Linked DNA regions of Anser cygnoides: region 2 is linked to region 1. A link is a contact called in public Hi-C data. All regions are on one chromosome and are shown on one strand. The core of a region is the stretch at or near the end of the contact, and the rest is flanking DNA. Distances in the headings are between cores, read along the strand shown.

What was found. A called contact is a pair of places that touch in the nucleus more often than the background predicts.
Region 2: a Hi-C map of liver shows a contact between it and region 1, with 5 times the contacts expected there. The contact joins the enhancer-like site here to the promoter of RBFA in region 1. A contact is called at or near these places in 3 of 7 Hi-C or Micro-C datasets (granulosa cells and liver).

The regions. Positions count from the first base shown.
Region 1 is chr2:48,371,207-48,376,682 of Taihu_goose_T2T_genome, reverse strand. RBFA (ribosome binding factor A) reads left to right here and starts at 3,248. Exons shown (of 7, transcript XM_066992035.1): 1 at 3,248-3,434; 2 at 3,885-3,927; 3 at 5,172-5,348. The coding sequence starts at 3,304. It overlaps LOC106038369 (probable 2-ketogluconate reductase), which reads left to right. Exons shown (of 6, transcript XM_048075850.2): 4 at 505-683; 5 at 1,247-1,343; 6 at 1,683-2,073. The coding sequence ends at 1,836.
Region 2 is chr2:48,435,459-48,440,934 of Taihu_goose_T2T_genome, reverse strand. The region is part of intron 3 of SLC66A2 (solute carrier family 66 member 2); the gene reads right to left. Among named protein-coding and RNA genes, the nearest start is that of SLC66A2, 16 kb to the right of the region's middle. Within about 2 kb of position 3,159, at least 1 of the 3 cell types and tissues checked has open chromatin away from gene starts, as enhancers often do. A contact at or near this core is called in liver, where this site is marked.

The DNA.
Region 1 (5,476 bases), core at 1,999-4,498:
TCCTACAGGAGGTAGTTTCAGTGAGACAGCGCTGATACACATAGGAAGCAGACTGCTGTTGACACAGATTTCTGAAAATTGCCCTGCCCTGCCTCATCTGTTTCCTCAGCAATTTTCGGATGAGTTACTTTTCACAGGGAAGGGAATTCATGTCAGACATCAGTTTTGCATTTGGGTTAGAAAAGAACCAATTCTTACATCCAGAAGCTGTGATTTAAAGCATTTATTTTATTATTTATTCAGTGCATTTATGTGCATTTCTTACTTTCCTCCCATGGGTATAGTACTGCACATTTTTGTATAGTGCACTTGATATTGTGGGAAACAGAGCTTAAAATTTTTCTTTATTGAATTTCAGCCAGATAATTAGCTAGCTGCTTCTTAATGAAGAGCAAAGAAAAAAATGAAGAAGCATTTTCTCTAATGCTGATTTGAACTTTTTCTGCAACTTGTTGCTTACTATTAGAGTTCGATTTTCTCTTCCTCCCTTCCCTCCCCCCCCAGAAACAAGGAAGAAGAAAATGCTGTTGGAGCCATCTACTGTAAGAAGATAGATGATTTGCTCCAGCAATCAGATTTTGTGATGCTAGCTGTGAACCTGACACCTCAGACACACAAATTGATTGGGAAGAGGGAACTACAGCTGATGAAACCCACGGCTACTCTCATTAACATCAGCAGAGGTAGGGTACAGTATAGATAACTGCCAGTGAACCATAATGTAGTTTCATTAAGTTTTTGTATAGAAAGAGCTGGGAAAACCCAACCCCAATAAAGAGTCTGTTACTCTGAAATTTTCAGTTAAATTTATGATTACTAAATTATTTAGCCCATGGTCATATCTCAGCAAAATATTTAAGCATTTCCATAATGAGCAAGTACGTCTCTAAAATGTTTCAAGTGTCAGAAGCCTGTGTGTATTTATATAATGTCTAACTTAAGCTTTTTATTTTCTTCTCTACTTAATGCAGTGTGCTTCCTAACATAGATCTAGTGGCAAAGCTCACTCTGAAGCCTGGTGCTGTACTTTATTTTATGCTGCTACATCCTGCCTTTTAAAATTCCCAATTGTCCAACTCTGATGTGTGTACCCAAGCTTCCTCCTCCTGGCTGACCACCCTCTGCTGCTATTTCTGCTTTGTGAACATCACTATCTCTACAATTTGCCTAACCATCATGCCAAAAAAGATGGTGGAAGAACTGTGTGAAATATGAAGATAAGAGTATCTTTCTTACTGTAACCTAGGTCTGGTTGTAGAGCAGGATGATTTGGTGGAAGCCCTTCAGAACAAAGTTATTAAGGCAGCTGCTCTGGATGTGACATACCCTGAACCTTTGCCAAGGTAGGACATGTATTTAAGTTAGTGTGTGTGCGTACACGTTTGTGGGCATGTGAGAAATTACATAATTTTTTTAGTATTCCTGTACATAATGTATATGCACTAGTCCTACTGAAATGATGTCCCCAGTCCTGTAGCAGCCAAACAAAATCCACACTCATTTGGAAGATTTATTACATAAAAAGCTGCAAGCCAAGTATCAGTTTGAACTCTACTTTGAGTACACTAAAGTCATACAATTAGTTTTTAGTTATTATTTTAAGCATCTTCCTGGTGCATTTTCATGTGCTGAAGAAGCACACTCTCTGACTGAATACCTCAGCATTTCTTTTCTTTTCCCAGGGATCACCCGTTGTTAAAAATGGAGAATGTTTTAATAACTCCTCACATTGGAAGTGCCACCAAAAAGACACGCCACCTTATGATGGAAAACATGACTGAAAGCATACAAGCAGCTCTTACAAGTCTTCCTATCCCTCATGAAGTATTACTGTAAAGTGCCTTGCATTTAATGTTAACATCATTAGTGTTTATCCTAGTGTGAGGAAACAGTAATTTGATAACCTTTCATGTAATTAGCCCATATATGTCATACAGATTAAATGTACAAGTATGATTTTAATTAGATGGTTTTAATTTAGGGTTTTAGTGGTTTTAATTCATTTAAATAACAAAAAGTGATTCTGTGTGAAAAAGATCCATATTTTCTCATGAACTTCAGTGAAAAACTCGAGTCGAGTCTTAAATTGGTACTATTCATGCTGCTTGCATCCTCTTAGAATTGCACATCAACATAACACTGAACCGAAGGACATTTTAATCATTACATAGCCCTGTATTCTGGTGCCACTCATGACCTACAGTAAACTGCGGCAAACTGCAGACAGCATTTTAGACCAACTGCTCCTGAAAGTCCAGCAGCAACGAAACTATTCTCTCTTTGGAGAATAATTTGCAAGGCCTTTGCTGGTACAGTCTTATAGAAATGTAGCAACCGCATTTATTTTCACTTCTGGGATAACTCAGTTATGCAAATAAGCGAGCCTGTGCATAAATTGTCTGCACAGGGCTTGGGGTTGGCTATGCGTGGCAGGAGTCTGAATTTTCCCCCATTTTTTCCATGGATTTTCCATGTCACACAGACACATTCCCAAGTGACAATTCAGTGCTATCAAAACTGGCCTGTGGGTTCATTTTTTGTTGTATCACCCCTTTGTTGCCGTTGTGGTTTACCCCTTGCAGGCACGCAGGCAGCTCAGCACCACACAGCCGCTCACTCACTTTCCTTAGGTGGGATTGTGGAGAGAATCAGAAAAGTAAAGTAGGTTGAGATAAAGACAGTTTACTAGGTAAAAGCAAAAGCCGTGCATGGAAGCAAAGCAAAACAAGGAGTTCATTTGTTACTTCCCATCAGCAGGCAGGTCTTCAGCCGCTTCCAGCAAAGCACGGCTCGCCATGTACTACAGTTTCTTGGGAAGACAAATGGCATCACTCTGAATGTGACCCCCCTTCCTCTTTCTTTACTCCAGCTTTTATTGCTGAGCACGAGGTGATACGGTATGGATGATCTCTTGGTCGGTTTGTTCTGGCTGTGTCCCCTCCCAGGTCCTGGTGCACCCGCAGCCTCCTCGCTGTCGGGGCAGCAAGAGAAGCACAAAAATCCTTGGCTCTGTGTAAGCACTGCTCTGCAACAACTAAAAACATCGCTGTTATCGCCAAAAAAAACATCCCAAACACAGCATCTTGTGAGCCTCTGGGAAGAAAAACCGACTCTATCCCAGCCAAAACAGCGACCCGGCAGCAGGCCGCCGTCGCCTCAGCGGGGCGGGGCCCTGTGGCACCTCGCCGCCCCAGGGGGCAGGCGCTCAGCCCGGGGCTGCCGCGCCGGCAGGGGGAGCCAGCGCCCCTCAGGAGCCGCCGCCGCCGCCGCCGGTTGCTCCCGCGGCCGGGCCGCGCCGGGGGCATGTGGCGGAGCGGGGCGGTGGCGGGCGCGGTGCGGCGGGCGGCGGGGCCGGCCTGCTGCCGGGCGCTGCGCAGCTCGGCCGCCTCGTGCGGCTCCAGGAACCTGCTGAAGAAAATGCTCCACAAGAACAAGTAGGTGCGGGGCCGAGGGGGCCGGGCCTCGCCCGCCGGAGCTCCGCGTAGCCGCGGGCCGGGGCGAGGCTCTCGGTCTGCGCTGCCGTCGGCCGCCTCCTGGGGGCCGCCTCACGCCGGGCCTGGGGAACCAACGGGCTCCTGCGGTGACCGGGCTGGGGCCGCCCGGGCTCGCGGGCACACGGGGAGGGCGAGGCCGGTTGTAGTTATCCCACAGTACGGAAACGTTAGCGCTTGTCTCCCCCTTGCCCCCCTGGTGTAACTTCTGCTGTGGACGGGAAGCATCGCTGCGTGTCACCCTAATGCGTAAACGTTATGGGGGAAACTGGAAATGTAGCGGCGCGGCTGGGTGTGTGTCTTCAGGCAGGTGACGTTTTAATTAAGCAGGGTACCCATCATTTCTCTGAGTTGATGAAAGATAAAACTGTGTGCCTCTCCTTTTTCCAAAAGAAAGAAGTTTTGGTATGACAGCCCTACCCTGGAGTCTAAAATGGTAAGTACAGGCTTCTAAAATGCTGTGCTCATCTCTTCCAGGGAGAACAAGCTTAAATTTCCTCCATTACCTGTGACTTTGGGAAAAGCATTTTCTGGTGGAGAAAGAGCAGAATTTAATGAGTGAACGGTAGCACTTCAGTTTTACTGTGATATGCTAGGATTGCTGCAAGAGAAGCTGTTTGTCAAGCTCTTCCCTTGACCATTTCTTCCTTTGTGCCATTTTTTAATCTGTACTAGCACCAGCACTTCCCTTCGTGGTTTTGAGCCTGTATCAAAAAACTGGTCTAGGTTAAAACTTCTGTATAGACACTTAGTTTTAATCCAGATCATTTCCCAGTAAGGTTCTCAGCAAGTCTTGGGTGCATATAACCTGTGCCTAGCACAAATAAGGGGATACACTACAAGAGAAAGCAGACAGTTTCTTATGTAAGTGGCATTGTTACTTTGTGGCAGCAAAAACAAACAAAAAAGAAACAGTGGCCAAGTGGGACAAAGTTGCTTTTTGGTCAAGTACAGCATTGTGGTCTTCTCCTGTAAGAAGTGTAGGAGTACGTGGAGTAGATGTTCTGTGGATCCTTTCGGAAGAAGTGTCTGTTACATGGTTGCCTGTGATTTCAAGGAACTAGGTTTAATGATCCAGGAAATCTTATCCAGACCAGTTTTCGTATGCTGAAAATGATAGTGTGCATGCTAGAAGTATCAGTGATTTGCACATGCTAGAAGTATCAGTGGCTGGATTTGCTTTCAGTTCTTACTGGTGGGAGGCAAATTCAGATCAGCAGTCTGGAGACGGTGGTACCAGTCACAGAATGACAGGCCTCTGACTTCATTGCCTTTAATTACTGGATATGCTGGGATTTCTTTAACTTCTAGTTACAATTGTTCTCACAGATCTCTGTGTGGGCAAACCACGCTGCAAAAAATAAGTGCATGAAACTTACCTAGAAAACAAATTATGTTTGGTTTTCAAGCAATCAATGTTTTTCAGTTAACACCAGCTATATTTTAGAAAACTGATTTATTGAGCTACAAAATAGTAAAGTAAGAAATTTTGACTGTAGTACATAAAGGTCAAAGATTTTATCAGTAGAAATATTCTTTACTGAAACATCTGATACATAAGACCTGTATAAAGCTATGACAGCTGCAACAATGCCATTCTAAGACTATACTTAGAGGTACAAAACTATATATAATTTCCTAATGTAAATTTGGAACAACTGTTTGTTTGTTTGTTCTAAGATGTACGAACCAACCAATTTGGCCTCTGTAATGAAAGATGACCATACCAAAACTAGGAAAGAAGATACCGTACGCTGTAGAGTCTTGAATAGTCTTATTCATAAAGCTGTGTCAGAGATGATGAGTACCGGTGAAGTTAATCAAGAGCTTCATGACCTCAAGCTGGAAATCTGCAAGGCAAGTGAAAAAAGCTACAGTTTCTGTTGAGCAGCTGTGACTACAACCTGAGGCTGGTGTGTTGTGCTGAAGGAGCCCCCAGGTATTGTGATGCATGCAGGAAGAGTTTTGCAGCATTGCTGCTGCAC
Region 2 (5,476 bases), core at 1,910-4,409, 64 kb before region 1:
GTTAGATGGAAGAAAAACTTCCATCACAACAAGGACAGTCACACCGGCACAGGTGCCAGAAAGGTTGTGGAATCTCCATCTGTGGACACACTCAGCACTCACCTGGACAAAAGTGAGCAACCTCATCACATTGGACCAGCTTCAAGCAGGGAGCTGTATCAGATAACCACAGAGGTTCCTTCCACGTCAAATTATTCCATGACCCTTGTTTAAAGAACAAGTCTAACCATTCTGATTTAGATGTGATCAAGCATGTAAAGGCATGTGACACGCTCAAGACGTAAGCACCTGGAAAAGCTTCTCACATCTCTCTATCAACTGAAGCAGGAGCTTTGCTGCACAGATGTTCCCTAATCTGCAGGATCAGCAGACGAACGGATTGCATTTGAACATTTAGATGTTTCATTTTGAAACTGTAAGCTTAAATCAATTAGTCCGGAACTCACCCTGAAAGAAGATTTTTCAAAATCTGTTTATTCACTATTTCTACAGGTAGCACAACAGGCCTGAAAGCAGGATCAGTCCCTCACAGGTTCCAGGTGAGTGGCTCTGCTCAAGTCTGGGAAACCCGAGAGCACCCTCATGTGGCTGGATGCTGCTATGAGCTTTTTTTCCTCCAGTTAAAATACATACAGCAAAGCAAAATTTAAACTTTATTCACAGGTTTAACTCCCCAGCCATACAAAATGAAATGCCGAAGCAGTATCTTAGGTCTCCAGCACAGACCCATAACTGGGTAGAGAAATTATTTTCTAGATATCTATTTGTTCAACTGCAACATAACTAAGAAGTAACCAAAACTATATACTTTAAATAAGATTCTATAGTTTTCAACATAAGAATTTTTTTATATCAAGTTCAAAATTGCCACTTTATCCTTAGACTCTCCATTTCTGATTTTTATTTTCAATGTCTTCTGAAAAGGATTAAATACTACTGCAGAGAAAGAAGGGGGGAGTAACTGTTCCCACCACACACAGAACCACAACCAAACTGCCGATGCAGCTGGATGTCGTTCCACCAGGCAAAGCAGATCTGTATTCCTCAACAGCTAAAAGTCTATTTTAAGGAAAAGGAAAAAAAAAAAAAAAAAAAGGCATCCTAGTTTCACACAGAGACACTGTTACAAACCCCTCTCCGAGACTCCCTTCCTAAAAGACCAAAAAAAGCACTTTAACATGAGTCTAACAAGGGAATGTGTACTCCTGGCAAGAAGGTATTTAACTCCCCTCCTATTTGCAGTTATGCAGGGACAGAGGCTGTGACAGCTGCATGCCAGCAACAACTGTGTTTTTGTTATGTATTTAATTGCCCCACAGTTGTAAAGGGAATTCAGTAACTACAAACTATGGTGTGAAAGACATACTTTCAGTGAAACCAATGCAAAGCCCACGTAACTAGCAAAGAGAAACTGTGCCTCTCCACCGTCTGTGGCTCTGCTCAGGCTAGCGAGGCCTGGACAGAGAAGCGCGCTGTAAGCACCCGCAGACAACCACATCGCACATCTGCTTGTCTGCCAGCGGGATGCTCCTGTTCGACCCAGACAAATTGAATATTACGACCAGAGGGAGCCAGAGAGCTGACTGAAAAAAGCTTACAGCCTTTACGGCGCACGCGACGTATCAGCTGCGTCCCAGAGCGTGCCAACTCTCAATTTATCACGAGCCAACCAATCCCCTGAGTAAAGTTAAGGGACAAAAGAAGAGGTGAACACCTAAGTTATTTACAGGGCTGTCACGATGACTGTGTAGTGGTTTAACTCAGCAGGGAGCTCAGCACCACACAGCCAGTCGTTCCCCCCTGACGTGGGATGGGCGAGAGAATGGAAAAATGGTAAAACTCATGGGTTGAAATAAAGACAGTTTAAAAGGAAGTGGAAGGGAAAATTATTATTATTATTATTATGATCAAATAATATACAAAGCAATTGACGTACAGCGCAATTGCTCACCACCTGCTGATTGATGCCCAGCCAGTCCCCAAACAGCAGCCAACCTGCTCCCTGGCCAACCCCCCCAGTTTTACTTTTCAGCATGACATCGGGTATTACGGAGTATCCCTTTGGCCAACGTGGGTCAGCGGTCCTGGCTGTGTCCCCTCCCAGCTCCTTCTGCACCCACCCCCAGCCTCCTCGCGGGCAGGGCAGCATGAGAAGCTGAAAAATCCCTGTCTGAGTCTAAGCACTGCTTCCTGTAAGCAACTGAAAACATCCGTGTGTTATTTGCATTATTCTCATCCTAAATTCAAAACACAGCACCATACCAGCTACTGGGAACAAAATTAATTTTATCCCAGATGAAACCAGGACACTGCGGAAACGGCAGAGAGTAGCAGATGACTGTGCCTACTTCATTAACATTGCTCTTTTGTCTTCATCACTACGCAGGTTCTAATTCTGAACTTACCTGCACAGACATTTTACATTTTTCACCCAAAGAAAATAAGTCATTTTAAATATTAATGCAACAGGCAGATCATCTGCATTTTAGTTATCTTATTACTGTTGCTTTAAAACTTATTGTTACTTGGATAACTTTCTGTTTGGGCAAAAAGCAAGGTTCAGGGTTCAACAGCACAGAAAGTTTTAAAACCAGCTTCACATAAGGGAGGAAAACTCTTGTCATCTACTGGAAGCGTCCTTCAAAGCGTTTAAATATTTACTTGGAAAATCAAACAAATCACATTCACTTTGGGACTCGTCTGCCATGTCAATGAGACCCTTTGAAACAGTTTCAAACAATACATCTTTGGAGCAATGTCTTGTTTAGTGTTTTGCTACTCCTGTGACAACCTCTAACTCTTATTTTACTGCATTTCAGTGAAACAGATTAAGACATTTATCCACAAACCAGATGATTTTAGAGGACCCTTCCATCTCAAATCATTCAACGATTCTATGATTTGTTCTAAAGCACCTCATCAAGAAAAAATAAATAAATCGTGTCCTTAACTTTCACAGTAAATTCTCAGATTAATGCTTCAACATCTACAATAATAGTTTTCATGGATAGCCAAAAAGAATAGGCAGAATGTTTACTACATAACAAGAAAAAGAAAGTAATACAATGATCTCTGGAGTCTAAAAGCATATTGAAGAATATTTTCAGAAAACCAAAATAAACAGGGAAAAGGAAGAAGCCAATCTCTCCTCCTTGAACAAAATTTTCCTTAAAACTCATTAAAAGACATTGTGAGAATGTCCTCATACCACTTGAGAATACAGCAAATACTCCCCTTAACTACTCTGAGTGAGCTTTCCAAAGCTGTAGCAAACAGCACCTCAGGACATAGCTCACTCAGTTTAATAACCCTCTGCCAGTCAAAGTATGACTTATGCTGTGATGTAAAGCACTGTATAGCCCACTTGCACAGCCGCTTGGGCTTACTTTTGCATGTATACTATACACAAACACCTCAAAACATTTCTTACTTTGTTTGCACCAGTAAGAATTATGCCATTTGAACAGAGAACAGACTTGCCAACCTATCATTAAACCTCTGAGCATGAGACTACTCTTTTCCTTAGTGATAATGTGATTCATCTCATTATTTTGCTAAGCAGTTCCAAAATGACCTTCAGTCACCATTTATTAACCAAATGTTTCAGATTTAAATCAGTTAGACTAAGATTAAAGTTGGTTTTTTTTTCCTACAAATGTCAACCTTTTTAAGCACTTGAATCACCAAGCAATAATTTTTAACAAAAAAAAAAAAAGAATAAAAGGTCACATTAAGTTACTTTTTTCTGTTTAATTTTAACCACATGAAGCATTTTGAAATAACCCACTCAATTGTATCTAAGAGCAGAGGCAGCTGATTCTAGCTCTGCCACTGTAAATAAAACATTTCTGAGTATCAGTAAAAGACAACAGGAAGATAGGTGCAAAAACGATAGAATTGTTTAAAGTTTACATTCCATTGGTTAGTGTTGCAAGCTAGTGAAAACCACCACAAACTAGAAAACAGCAAAATAAAACAGTTTCATAAGAAGTCCAGAAAAAATGTTTTGAAAGCACAAACAGAAAAGGCACTTTGCAAAATACTGCCATCAAACCAGTTTAAGATGCATTTTGCCCCTAAATCTGAAAGGAGAGGTCCAGAAGATTAATGAAAGAGTCTATTTAACCCTTACAGGTTTCGTCTTACAGTTTCAAGACAGTACTCAGGTTAATGCTTCTCTTTGTGTTTCTCAAAGCTTGCTCAAGTTTAATTAACTGTTGATATAGAAGTAGAGACTCTTTTGCACCAGGAATACTTTTCTTTACCCTGTATATCTTTAATTGATCCCTTATTAGCTTGAGAATTGCAACAGAGAATAACTAGTATCAGTGCGAGATTCTACATCAATTCATTTTAAACCAATATAAAAGTTGACTTTGGGCAGCTTTTGTGTCTGTGGCTGGTCCAACTACCTTAACATGATACCCCCAACTAGTTTTAAAAAAATAAATAAAGACCACCATGGCTTGACAAAAACTGTCTCCCTAGCTACTGAGAGCTGAAAACACTACAAGGCTAGCTTGCACCTAATATTTCCTCTTAGGCAAATTAAAAGAACGTAGATTCCAATTCTGAAACTGAAAACAATTGGAAGCTCTCAGTTTAGAGTGTTACTAATTACCAAGAAACAATCTTGAGGCTACTCTATAAGAGAGGAACAAGTCAAGGAAAAAAAAAATAAGTCGCAAAGATGCAGGCATTTTGCTGAACATCAGATGTGGGAAATTTCTCATCTAGCATTCTGAACAATGCTGAAAGATACTCTTGTATTTTCCATTGTTTCCTCCAGAGGCAGGGCTAGAAGAGGAGGAATATGACTATGAAGATATGGATCCCTGTATCACACAGTATTTTGCTTTTCTACCTTAGGGAAGGAAAAAGAGAAAGGTATTATTGAAACACACAATGGAGTGAATTCAACTGCCTTCAAAACTGATTTCTGAAGCAGAACTGTAAGCATGTTTTCCGCTATGTAGGTTAAGAGTGAGGAAGGGAAAATTAAAACGAAACCATGCACCAGGCTTTAGTATGTCACAAAAACGTAATGCAAACATTTAATATAGAAGTGATCATGCAAGTGTTTTTAAAAATGGTTACAAAAAATGGCAAAGCATGAAATAGGTAGTTGAAAAGGCAACTTCATGCAGAGTGAGTTTGGACAGTACATACCCAGATAGGATCTCTTGGGAGGTGCTTTAATTTCTTCATCCTTACTATCTGCAGCTACATAAAAAAAAAAGTTGAGGGGGGAAAAAAAGGAAGGAAAGACAAAATAGACTTGTATGATTAAATGAAACAGTGGGTCTTTTAGTTCAAGTTTAGTCAGTTAGTATATTTTGCTTATAAAAAATAAAAGACAAAACAAAATGTGACAGAAATTTTAGTCTCCATGCTTTCTCTAATGCTCCCACCCAGTGATACTAAGATAGGGTCGAGCAGCAGGAAGGCCCAGAACGGTCTCAGTGAACATCCCCAA